2 separate regions of the Danio rerio genome follow, and region 2 is linked to region 1. Evidence: chromatin contacts called from public Hi-C data. All regions are on one chromosome and are shown on one strand. The core of a region is the stretch at or near the end of the contact, and the rest is flanking DNA. Distances in the headings are between cores, read along the strand shown.

Evidence for each region. A called contact is a pair of places that touch in the nucleus more often than the background predicts.
Region 2: a contact with region 1 is called in a Hi-C map of hematopoietic stem cells, with 1.6 times the contacts expected there. The contact joins the promoter of tdp2b here to the promoter of tmem106bb in region 1. A contact is called at or near these places in 2 of 18 Hi-C or Micro-C datasets (hematopoietic stem cells and an unstated tissue).

The regions. Positions count from the first base shown.
Region 1 is chr19:33,855,655-33,861,873 of GRCz12tu, reverse strand. tmem106bb (transmembrane protein 106Bb) reads left to right here and starts at 3,790. Exons shown (of 8, transcript NM_001045052.1): 1 at 3,790-3,826. pip4p2 (phosphatidylinositol-4,5-bisphosphate 4-phosphatase 2) reads right to left here and starts at 1,525. Exons shown (of 7, transcript NM_001045112.3): 1 at 1,372-1,525. The coding sequence starts at 1,477.
Region 2 is chr19:34,024,978-34,031,552 of GRCz12tu, reverse strand. It overlaps tdp2b (tyrosyl-DNA phosphodiesterase 2b), which reads left to right and starts at 4,806. Exons shown (of 7, transcript NM_001079703.1): 1 at 4,806-4,934; 2 at 5,072-5,232. The coding sequence starts at 4,821. acot13 (acyl-CoA thioesterase 13) reads right to left here and starts at 3,888. Exons shown (of 3, transcript NM_001080803.1): 1 at 3,796-3,888; 2 at 3,547-3,731; 3 at 1,432-1,658. The coding sequence starts at 3,888. The coding sequence ends at 1,502. zgc:111986 reads left to right here. Exons shown (of 5, transcript NM_001020637.1): 5 at 118-610. The coding sequence ends at 243.

The sequences.
Region 1 (6,219 bases), core at 2,541-5,040:
TAATATATAACGTTTAATAGATAATTTTGACACTGTTTAGGTACAAAATGTAGTCACTGTGGTGGTACCTTTATGGATTAGATTTGTATATTTGATGAAGGTACAATATTGTATCTGCTGGTTTTAAAAAACAAAGGTACATTTAGGTTTCCAATGGTACAAAGCATGTCCCTAAGGTACAAACTGCAATGGTACAAATTTGTATTTTGTCTTAAGGTACTATTATGTTCCATAAAAAGGTACTGCCCCAGTGACAAGGTTTTTTATCTTCTTTGGTACAACATTGTACCATTTTTTTCTGAGAGTGTAGAGTACATCATTTTCTGAGCTTTATTTGAGATGAAAGTTTTTTTTTTTTTTGCTGCTACTCTAAATATTCTGTACACTTTATACTAAAGTTTTCTTCCCTAAAAATGTCATTAAACAAAAACTTGATGTTATGCAAATAAAAAGCTGGGTTAGACAAAATCACAATTGATTAAAATCTTGGAGTCTTTAAAGGTTTTGGTTATTGACAATCAATTTCCTTACTGAGAAAATGATTGGGCCAGTCTGCAAGTCAGAAGTGGCTTTGCTAACAATATATGAAAAAATAATCACAAGGTGGAACCTTTTTTTAAAGTGCCCCTGTTATTACTCCAAAGAAGTACAAACTACCTTAGTAACGATTAGCTTAATGAAGCACAATTTACTGTCCTTTCAATATGTTCGATCTCCTTTAAAACTGACACTGTACAATAAAATTTTACCAGCAAATTAGAATTAGTGAAGTAAAATTTATACATACAAAATCTGTACAATTTTGACAGTCTATCTGCGAACCAAAACGCTCATCTTCTCATTCATATCTTTCCTCCCTGTGCATCTTTTGTTTTGTTTACATTTAGCAGTGCCTCTTATTTAGGTGTAAAAAGGTGTTTTGATTTCTTCTAATGTTTAATATGCTTAAAAACCCAATATTATGAGGTCTAGGCCAGTGTGATAACTGAAAGAGCTTTATGAATGAAAGCAAAACATAAATATCAACAGCCTCATCCTAATGCAACAATCTCGAATAATGCAAATTTGCAGCTGGCTGAATCGGCATCAATCGACCGAGATATTTCAATCCTCATTTAATATCCCACAAAATGGTTTGTTCACTAACTAGCAGCGTGCCCTTGCCCAGGAAAGCAACGTTTTTGTACCCATCACATGGAGGCTGCGATGGTAACAATTTCAGCCAGATCGAGGCCCGTTCTTTTAGCACTGCCATCCGAGCTGTCGTCTAAGGACAATGTATGATATTAAACGGGCTGTAGTCTGCAACAGATCAACCCTCACTACTATACGCCCTAAATGATTCAGCACTCCTCCGTCAATCTCGGTTACCTCTCGAGCTCGGGTCCTGCTGGTACGGCGGAGCGGTGGGCGTGACGTTCCCCGAGTTCGGTGCCGACAACAGCGGGGAGCGTTCATCCATACCATCGGAGGCCATTATATCAGGAGATCGGCACAGAAAAACAACAGAAACAGCAGCAGCAGCAGCAGCGACGAATGGTGGTGGGCTCCGTCCGCTGCTCCGTCTGGAGGGGGCAGAGAGACTGTGAGCGCCAGGCAGCGGGAGCGGAGAGGCGGAGTTAAAGACGTCAGCGGGAGGATGAGAAATCACTGCCGGACGGACGGGATCTCCTTCCCTACTCCCTCTCCTCCTTCTGTGTCCACAGCAGCAGGATAGTATTTCCCGAGTCTGTTCATTTGACCTTGCTGCTAGATGTAGCTAGGTTGTTTGCTCAATACGGAGGAATTGTTTCTTTTCTGTGCTAAAGAAAACCTATCAGTTCCAGGAGAAACATTATTGGTGCATTGTTTTCATTTTTCAGTAATTTTCTTTTTAAATTTTGTCCCTTAAGTGACACATATATAATAAGCATTGTATAAGTGTATAATTTTACATTGTGTTTTGCACAATTTGAAAACTGTAAATATTGAAAAATAATCTTAAAAGTCCTAAAACACACCAAAAATGGCTTGGCTCCATAAAATAAAAAAAATATGATAAATTAAATCTCCTCGTCTAATCTCCAACCTTGTCCGGAGGTTTGGAATGAGCCCCACATTCTCTGCTCGTTCTACACCTGCACTGTGGAGAACATCCTGTCTGGCTGCATCGCCACTTGGTATGAAAACAGCACCAGCAGCAATTGCAAAGGACTATGATTGTGCAAATGTGGATATATTTAATTTATAAGCCTAGCTCTCCAGACAGACAGACCGACAGATGGTCGGACACACGGACGGACGGATGAACGAGCAGACAGATAGACAGAATATGTTGAAATATGGGACATTCTACCAAAAACATTTTCACTTATAAAAACGTGACAGGGCCTGACTTAAGCTTGTCATCCTCAAAAAAATCAAACAAAAACAAGCCTAAAATCATACAATTCAATGATAGAACGCATCCTTGATCACTGTCAGTTTTTCCTCCTTCAAATGATGTCACTTTCAAGTCATAACCTTAAACGTGTATTGCACACGTTGTTAAATTTCATGCAAATGTGACAGGACTGACAGAAACATTTGGACAATTGTAAATGTATTGGTGTTTTATATTTGTAGTATTTTTTTGTAAAATTCATTAATAACTTTGTTTTTAATAAATTGATTTGAATGATAACAACCTAAACTTGCTATTTCTTTTGTATTTTTTATAGCAGGTTTTAGCATTACAAAACTATTAAAGCTGTAGGTTCAATTGGGATGAGGACAAGAACAATGACAGGGTTCTTAAAGTGTTTATAATAAAGAACAAAGATCTGAGAACTTAATGTATGACATATTCCTTTACAGACCAACTCGCAGAAATCAACCATCAGTCCATTTTAGAAATTGTTGGAATTAAAACAGTTTTTATTCGCTGTATTTATGTTTTTATTTCAGGGACAGAAAATGTACGTTTCTGGTAAAATGTCACATAAATAGGCTATATCACCAAAATACAGTGGACACATTCCATACAAACAGATAAATGCACATGTTAGATCTAAAATATTTTATACCTTTATAAGTCTCTTTCTTAAGAACCATTCAAGTTTTCACATACACAAACCTCACAGGAAACGTTCTCTATTCTTACATTTATAAATACTTAATTCTGTGTGAGCAGTTTTTTTTTTCTTGTGGGGTACAATTTATCCTGATAATGTTTACTCAGCTTAATAAAAATAAATACGTTGAGTTACAAGTATTATACATAATTAGGTTATGCAATATTTATAATACTGTAACGACATAGTAACTACATCAAGTGGTGGTCAAAATTATTTCAACGTATTTTTACCAGATAAAAACTTTTTCTATCTAATGTGTCAGCAGAAAATATCAGTTTACATTATCAAATTTGTTTTTGCTATTAAGTAATTCAGTATTTTCAACGCAATGTTATTAAAAAGAAGAGGCAGTACAGTGGATTTTATTCTCACTTTAATGTAAACATTTTTAGTTCACTGGTAATAAACATCTTTATTATTATTCTACAACGCATTTTTTGTACAGTTTAGTTCCGCAAACCTACTAAAGTGAAGGATGTTCCAATTAATATTTATTACGTAACTCGACGTTTGTCAAATATTCGTTGCTGATTTGCTATAAGGGACACTTTGTGGGTGGATCGTATTACGTGATTGGATGCCAGGCAACATTCAAATCTTAATATTAATGAGCTGATCTCTTCGCCGTAGTGTTTTTGTCCAGGCATGGAAATTAAACGACGTACACACTGCGCATGTCGCAAACAACAAACCGCAACTGCATGAACGCTCATCTAAACTATTAAATTCAGGTAAGAACATAATGCTTTATATAAGACAGGTCAATTTTAATTTGTGCTATCGTCTTTATCAAATGTTTCAGAGTTGACTGTCCTGCTGCCTTTTTGGCCTGTTAGCTTTGTTTTTAGCCACCCAGCCAGTAACGATGCTCGAGCTCTTGTCACGGCCTACCAATGGCTTCCTGTAATTTTAACTCCGCATTTTCTTATAACTAAAAACTCAAGACATAATCTCTCTCAGGTCTATCAGCAGTCATACAAAACGAAGGATATCTGTGTGATTATGGTCAGACATAACGTACAGGCGTCGTGTGGACAATTTCTCTCATGTTAGCACGTTTCCGTGTTTATATTGAGATAACGTTACAGCGCTAAAGCGATGCTACATTTAACATTACATATTTTTCTTTCGGTCTCAGCTGAGATAGGGTCTTCTTTGTTTTTTATCGAATAATTCCATTAAATGCCCTTATCGATGTAATTGTAATAATGATTCTAATTTCTTTGTTAAATATTTTAAGTTACCCAGTATGATCACTTGTTGAAGGTTCGTTTAAAGTCTATTTAGTTCTGATTTAATTTTTAATGTGAGTCCCTTTTAAACATTGTATTCTGTTTAATACTTGAACTTTTATTAGCTAGTTTTTTATGTATTAGTTTGCTATTAATCATAATGCATAGCAGGGAATAAGCCTGAGGAAAGTGAGTAATCATAATGCGTTCAAAATGCATTTCACTTACTAAGTTAACGTTTTTAGTTTTGCTCTATATATACTTTAATATATATATTTTAGAAATAAAATTGTATTTAAATCTAAAAAATAACTTACATTAATGGAATGGAATTAATTTGCATTTATTTATGTTTTGATTAATTAATTTATAACTTATTTATAACACATTCATGTACGCATAGACATCATCTATATACTATATAACTGCAAGTTAACTATGATTATATATAACAACTAACTATTAAAGGCTGTTAGTTACTAGTTAACTAGTTAAAGTTATTAGTTACTAATAAAGTCGTGGTAACTAATTACCATAACTTTTTAAAAAATGATTGCAATGGAATAATGTGCACCTTTTATAAAGCTGCTTTGAAACAAACAATAATCTTTGTGAAAAGCACTATACAAACGAACTGGAATTGAATAACCTAATTTATGAACTATACATAAATCAGTTGTCGTTATAACAAAACATCATGACAAACATTGCTCTGTGAAATGTAATGAATACAACAAAGTAAATTTGTTACTTGCTTAAAAAACATTTTCAGGTTATAAAGGTTTATACATTTTCAGGTTATAAAGGTGCACACACTGAGGAAGACTTTTTGCCGAAACGTCTGTCTGTTATCACCCGTAAAATGTCAGAAAAAGTAAAAATAAAAACAGTACGAAGCAATTGAGTGCGAATCATTACCTTCTTTTGAATAATAGTAACGATAAGATTAATGCACCAAACCAAAGAAGTAACTAAAAAAACCGCAAGCGCGCAGGACAAACTTCAGTAACTCTGCACAGGTTATAAAGGTTTGTCATTAGTTGTTGTATATTTCTTACCAACAAATTTCAGCCTAAAATGTGGAGGGTACAGGGAAAAGACTAAATAACACACACACACACACACACAAACACACACACACGCGCACACTTTTTAACACTGAAAAAAAAATTTAAATACACTCACCGGCCACCAACTAAGCAGCCGACAACTCTGCAGCAACTGCGTGATGGCATCATGTCAATAATATAGACCAAATCGCTGAAAAAATATTTCAAGTACCTTGTAGAATCTATGCCATGAAGAATTAAGTCAGTTCTGAAGGCAAAAGGGGGTCCAAACCGGAACTAGTAAGTTGTACCTAATAAAGTGGCTGCCGGTAATTGTATAATAGCCCCTTTCACAAAGTGTTACCGGTAAATATCCGGAAAATTTCCGGAACGACTTTACCGGTATATTGAAAAAAGCGCTGTTCACACAGGCGAGGACGTTACGGAAATTTTCCGGAAAAGAGCATTCACACATCCATTCCAAAATACCGGTAAATTCTGACATCATTCACCACAAATGAGCTTTAAACGGCTGCCCTTGTATTTGTAAACATTTGACTAAATTACAAACTCTGTGGATGATCAATATTGTGAACAACTTTCGCAGGATCACTTTCTCATGTCGAGATGTTCATAATATGTGCGTGTGCTGGCGCTCACAGGCTGTTCCACAGGCACACGCAAAGCTTGAAGGTAAACAAACAACGGCTTATCATAAGGATCTCATCGATGATTATTTACACAGTTGTCATTAAGAAGAACATATAAACGTGATCTGACTAACTTCTAGCAGCTAAATGTGTCTGGAAAAATATTCAAAGGCTTTTATCCTCACAAACTGCG
Region 2 (6,575 bases), core at 3,557-6,056, 170 kb before region 1:
TTGTTTACATTCATCAAAATGGTCTACAGGCTTCATAACCCCCAAATATTTTAGCATTATGTAGTATTTAAATACAACTCGTTTTTAAATGTTTATTTATTAATTTTTTCCCCCCAGACTCCAAAAACCAAGCTCACAGTTTTCAAGTTGTGCAGCCTCTGTCTCTACCTGCCACAGGACCAGCTCACCTGTTGGGGAGTGGGAGACATCGAGGACCACCTCCGTCCATACATGCCTGACTAGGAGAAACGCACGGAAGACACCCCTCAAGGCCTCGAAGCAAGTTGTCCTTATCTACACATCCCTCAGTTGAATAGAATTGAACTTGTGCTTGGAACTCTCCTTTTTGTTAACCACTCATTTTCATCTTGAGATTAATTTAGCTCCCTTTCCTGTTTTTTTGTTTTGTTTGTTCCTGTTTCCGTTTTTTGTTTTTTTAAATCCCTCACCAAACAATCTTGGTTTGGCTCATCCCATCTCCCCCCTCCCTCTTTGATCAGTTTTTATTTTGAATCTGCATGAACATTGATTTTGAGTGGTTGTTCTCTTGGAGCCGCACTGTCAACAATACCAGTCACTGAAGGAACTCTTCACATTAAGAAAAAAAAAACAAAGAAAAAAATATGAGAATAAACAATGACAGAAGTCTCTCACATGAGTTGGACTGGTTTTAACATCGCTGTCATGAGGGATAGTTAAGATGTCTCTTATTTTGAGTAGGGATTTCATGAGTAACGACAATCGGTGACAGAGGACAAAAGAGCCTGGGTTGTCTTCCAAGGCTTTTGTTTTAATATTTCAAGGCGAATACTTAATTCATTTGGTGTAGGCATTGCTTCTCATTCAGTTCCTGCCTTAGTTTTTGCTGGACATTTGTTTAATTTGAGTGTCATTCCTTGCCTATATTATGTTTTCTCATTTCTGGAGGAGTTGTGCCCGATGGGGACGGAGGTGAAGAGTGTGATTTTTATATCCTAGACATAAATTGTCTGTTGGAGGAATTCTGATGCTGTGTTTTTCTTGGGATGCTAATTGTCAACAGTCGAGCTTTTCATGCACTATATACATATGAGCTACTGACACCAGATGTACACATTGGTGGTGGGTTATGTGATGGGAGACTGACGCTTTTGTACCTAATGAGAAATTTCATTTGGAGAAACTTGAAATGGATCATTATGGATTTATTTCTTCTTTTATATAGACCACCCTGCTCTTAGAGTACTAAATATTGCAGTGCTTGGGACTTGGTATCTGTAAGCCATCCTTTTCGGTTCATATGGCATAAAATCTTTAATTTTTTTTCCCTCCCTTTTGAAATTCTAAGTTCACGTTGAAGGGGAAAGTGGGTCTTTTGTCTTTATTTTGATGTACCCATTGTTTGAATAATTCTGTTGAAATAAACACTGCTGAACATATCCTAACACGGTGTAACATAATTTGATGCCAGACTTTATTACGTAACATTAAGGCAGACATAATATACAGGGCATGTGCGTAATTAGCTGCCGAGGTGTTTTGTGTGTCTTCCCTGAGCGATGAGTTTTCCGTTGGCCTTGTTGGTGAGATCTACTGTTGCGAATGCCAGAGTCCGTCCTTGTTTTAAAACCTGTGCAGTGATCAGGATGTCTTCTCCAATTTTAGCGGCATTCATATATCTGTTCAAATCAAAACAAATGAAAGAAAATGAGCAGTCTGTCCACATAATGAAGTAGAAAATTGGCTATTTTTTGCATTATTTTAATTTAAATCCAAGTAAAATTTCTACATTTCTCTATAGAGACATCATTAACAGGCTTCGCTGCAAAAATAAAAAAATCAACATTTGCACCATTGCAAGGGAAGAAATACAATGAGATATATATATACATAGCTAATGTTTTTCAGCCAATGATGGTCATCCGATGAGAGCTTTATGTGACTTTTCAATTTTATAAGGTTACTTTTACAGCATCAATGTTGAAATGTAATTCAAATATAATCCGTTAAATAGACTTCAGCATCTATTTGGTTGTTAATATAAAAAGAGACGAAAGACCCAGGTGCCGTCATTAGTAGCAAGCTAGCACTGAAACTCCATTAAAAATATTGGGGTAAATATAATTTCCATATTTTAAATACATTTTGTGGGAAAATAGATTTTAATGGAGTGCTTCTTGTTAAGACTGAGACCCACTTTATATTGCATCTCAGCCAGGCAGTGAAGATCATTTATTTATTTGCTTTTGGTTTAAGCTGAAAAATCGTACATGTAGTTATGGATTGTTTAGCATTTACACTAAATAAACTGGCCAAAATTACCACTATATATAATTGAACTTGATTAAATTTCTTGCATAGTTTTATTGTAGTTTTATTTGTATACTTCTATTTTAATAAAATATAACACAATTGTCAACAAGCAACTATTAAAAATGTATTTATTAGTGAATAATTCAAGAGATTTTTTACAACTGCAATCTTAAACCAGTAATGAAATGTTAAATCAGGGAAATCTCAATCTCTCTTATAAAACAAACAAAGAAATAAAGATTCTCACCTCATCCAGAATCATTCAGCTCTAGGTCCTTTTATAAGGTCACTAATATGTTCATCCAATCTAGCACCAAATACACTTTCTCTCCAAATAAGTAAATTAACCCTGGGATTAGGAATGTACACAGTTTGTCTGTTGAGTCTTAAATTTCAAAAACACAATTTTAGGCCTTAAAAGTCTAAATTAGCCTAAATATTGCCTTGCATCATTTGCAGCTGGAAGGGCATGCCCTGCTTAAAACATATGGCAGAGTAGTTGGCAGTTCATTCCACTGTGGTGACCCCTGATAAATCAGGGACTAAGTTGAAGAAAAATGAATAAACGTAAAGCTACCTAATCAATCCAACACTCATCCAATCAACAACAATACATCTCAATCAAACTTTTAGCCAAACTATATTCATAACCAATATCATAACCATCTGTTGTGTTTTTAAAGAGTTTTTTTTTCTATACAGCTAGGGTCTGCTTCTTTTGATAGAAAATTTTAAATAAGTACATTAAATACAAGAAATACCTCATTAGAATTAGTTTTTTGATGGGGCAAGTATATATTTTTTCTGATTGGCCATTAAAAAAAATCCTTGGCTTACAGTCCTGTATAAGTCTGAGTTTTCTTCTTCGTGGTCTTTAAAAGTGTTAGATTTAACTTGGTGAAACCTGCAGAAACCCTGGTACAGAGAGAGGATTAAATGGTAAACCTGAGTAAATGATGACAAGTGTCAAATGTGAAGCAAAACAACCCAGGGTTCAGTTTACCACAGGGTTACATTCAGAATGTGTGAACAGTAATATTAGTACTTCAACTCTTAAACCTATGAGTCCACATTTATTTTTAATTTTAATATAACAATAGTATTTAAACATACTATTTCTTGACATTATTAAGCTATATTCCAATTTTGGATCGTTGTTGGTGAGTGTATAACTAATAATATGTTGCCCAAGACGTCCCTGCACATGTGACGGTAGCAGAGATGCAGTTTTCCTGTACAGTGAGACAGACTCACGTTATGTTCATGTCCACACTGACTCCAGGAGCTCCTCTCTCACTGTACATGATGGCCATGGTGGAGATCATGTCCACGAGCGTGGCTGTCATTCCTCCGTGAAGAGTTCCCCCTCTGTTCGTGTGCTGCTCCTCCACCTTCATCTCACACACCACCTTACCGGGAGCCGCAGACAGAACCTCCACCTGCTCACAATATCAACTCAATATCACTGTGTCTGGTCTGGCAGGACCCTCAAGGAGAACCACAAACACTCACCTTACTTAAAACCCGGTCAAACCCAGGACTGTCCGCCATCGCTCTGAAGATCTGTTTGACTGCATTCAGCGTTAATGAAGCCATTACTGATTCTAGCATTAAGTAACAAAACACAGAGAAGGACAAGTTCACTATTGTAAACCGCTTGAAAGCTGGCCCAAGTTATACAAAATAAGAGTTTTGTTATTTTTTCGTCTTTGAACCCCTTAATTAAAAAATATATATATCTTATAATAGAAAATAAAGATTGTATACAAGTGTTTTAAAATTGCACTGCGTTCTTCTCAAACTAATTTCTAAGCGATTTGTAAGATGTGATGAACATTCGGCTTTTAGTTTGAAATAATGGATCTTTTCATTCATCCATCGGAGTCGGATCTTTGTAACGAACCCGCTGAACCGGTTTACGAAACGATCTGAATCAATCGGTGAAATAGAAAATCGATAATATTGTAACGGTGTTCGCGGACAAAGGCACTTGAATTAAATAACGTTTTCCATGTAGGTCATAAATATCGTCTAATTTATTTGCGACATCATGTCTACATTAAACCGAACTGCAAAACAAAGTGAATAATACATATTATTCGTGCATAAAAAGTTTAGAGAATGTTGTGTATTACCTCGATTGGCTATGCGCCACAATAATACAAGTGGTGCTTGCTATAAAAAGAATCAGTGAATCGTTTTACTGTTCAAAAGAATCGAGTCTTTCTGCACTACAGTTAAATTCTTCCGGAAAGCCTCTACTTGAACAACAATTTAGCAGAAACTCTATGAGCGCCCTTTTTGTGTGTGAAAATCAAACAAATAATACTTTAATAACTTATACAATTTATAGGGATTTTGAAGCAAGCCCAGAAGCTGTAAGATAATGTTAGTTTTGATTTTTCTTAGTATTTTTCACGGTTTCCACCCGGAATATTTTTTTGGCTGTACACGCTCACAGCCCGCCGTTATATTGAACTGTGAACATGTCCAACACTGTTTTGTCTGGTAATCAAACCGATCAACAAATGTCTGCTCTGGAGGAATCCAGGACGAGACTTTGTGATCAGTTTGCCTTTGTATCTGGATCGGACAGCGCCGTGGCACAGTGCTATCTAGCAGAAAATGAGTGGGACATGGAGGTTTGTCAGTAGGAACTTAACGTTACTTTACTCATCCTATCAACTCAGTTTATGGTTAAAAATTGAGTAAATTGTTCGTCGTTTTCCATATGTAAAACATTGCTGTTTTTTTCAATTGTGTTTGTGTATTTTGCCAGAGAGCTTTAAATTCTTTCTTTGAGGCTCATATGGATTCAGTCTTCGATGAGGAAGCAGAGAAAACTGAAGTGACTGGGAATAAGAGAAAAGATGTGAATTCTTCTGACACTGCTGAAGCTTCAGGGACGAAGAAGAAATTGAAGACGGACAATGCGGATTGGTATTGTCTCCATATTTATTTAGTATCAAACACTGCATTTGCAATGAATGTGAGTCATAAATAAATAAAAAATACATTCTAAAACAAACTAAACATTAAAATGATACAATTAAAGTGTGTCACGTTTAAGTTGTAAAATATAAAAGGTGTTTTACTGTTATTTACAGAAGTGATTGACTAAGTGGTATATATTGTGTAATGTATCAATAAATATCATGGTAAAGTTGGGTTTATATTCGCACATTTGTTTATTTAATGCTCTCTACACTGTTTACCACGCTAATCTGAATACTTGGCGTGAACTTGCATGAAAGAATGTCTTTAAAACAACATTAACACCATTTAATTGACAGTGAACAATGTTTTATTTTGATGGTCATTGGCTGCTATTATGATTTCCCTTTTTAGAATTCGTCAGAAATGCTTTTTTGAAATAATATTATTAAGGAGAAAGTCTGATTGAGGTAAAGTTGATTTTATATTTTCAGAAATTAGAAAAAAGTCTGAATGTGCGAATATATAACCAACTTTACCTCAATTTAATAAATCCTGTCATGTATATTTAGAACAAAAATCAATAACGGCACATTAAAATACTTACTTTATCCCTACTTAAAGGGATAGTTCACTCAAAAATGACATTTCTGTTTTCATATTATTCACCCTTTAACTCTTACTTGAGTTTCTTACTACTAGTAAAAACTAAGAAAATTATTTTGAAGAAAGCTGATCATTGGTATCCATTGATTCCATAGTATGTTATTCATGCTATGGAAAGGGTACTATCAGTCTGTTCAAAATGTCTACTTTTGTCTTCTCAGAAAAAAGACCCTCATTTATCTGCCCTCACTCCGGTGTCTCTCTTCCCAAATTTAGACAGACAGAAAAACTCTTTCCAACACATGAGATGTGGGGGAATGCTGCTTTATTCCATGCCACATTGAGTATGTTGAAAAAGAGTGTAATTACATTAAACGATATGCACACAATGAGCTATGCTTACCTATGTAGTATTTACATAACATTAATATCTGAGATAGTGTATAAATACAAACAGATAATAAGCTTACAGACAATGCTTCTACAGATGATGAGTGGATTGTAAGTGTCTTCCTGTAAGGTGTTCTTTTTAAATGAGGCAATACATTGATTATAGCTGTCAGAATGTTTCTATAGCAACAACAATTTAAAAGAAGCTCAATGACTTGGCGTTAACTTATGGTTTCTAAATATTAATATTTAGTAGATGATCCAGCACACTCATAAAGTCATGAACTCACTTTTGTAAATTTAATTTGATCCAGACAACAACATGTGATCTCATATTTGACCCAGTTTTTCCT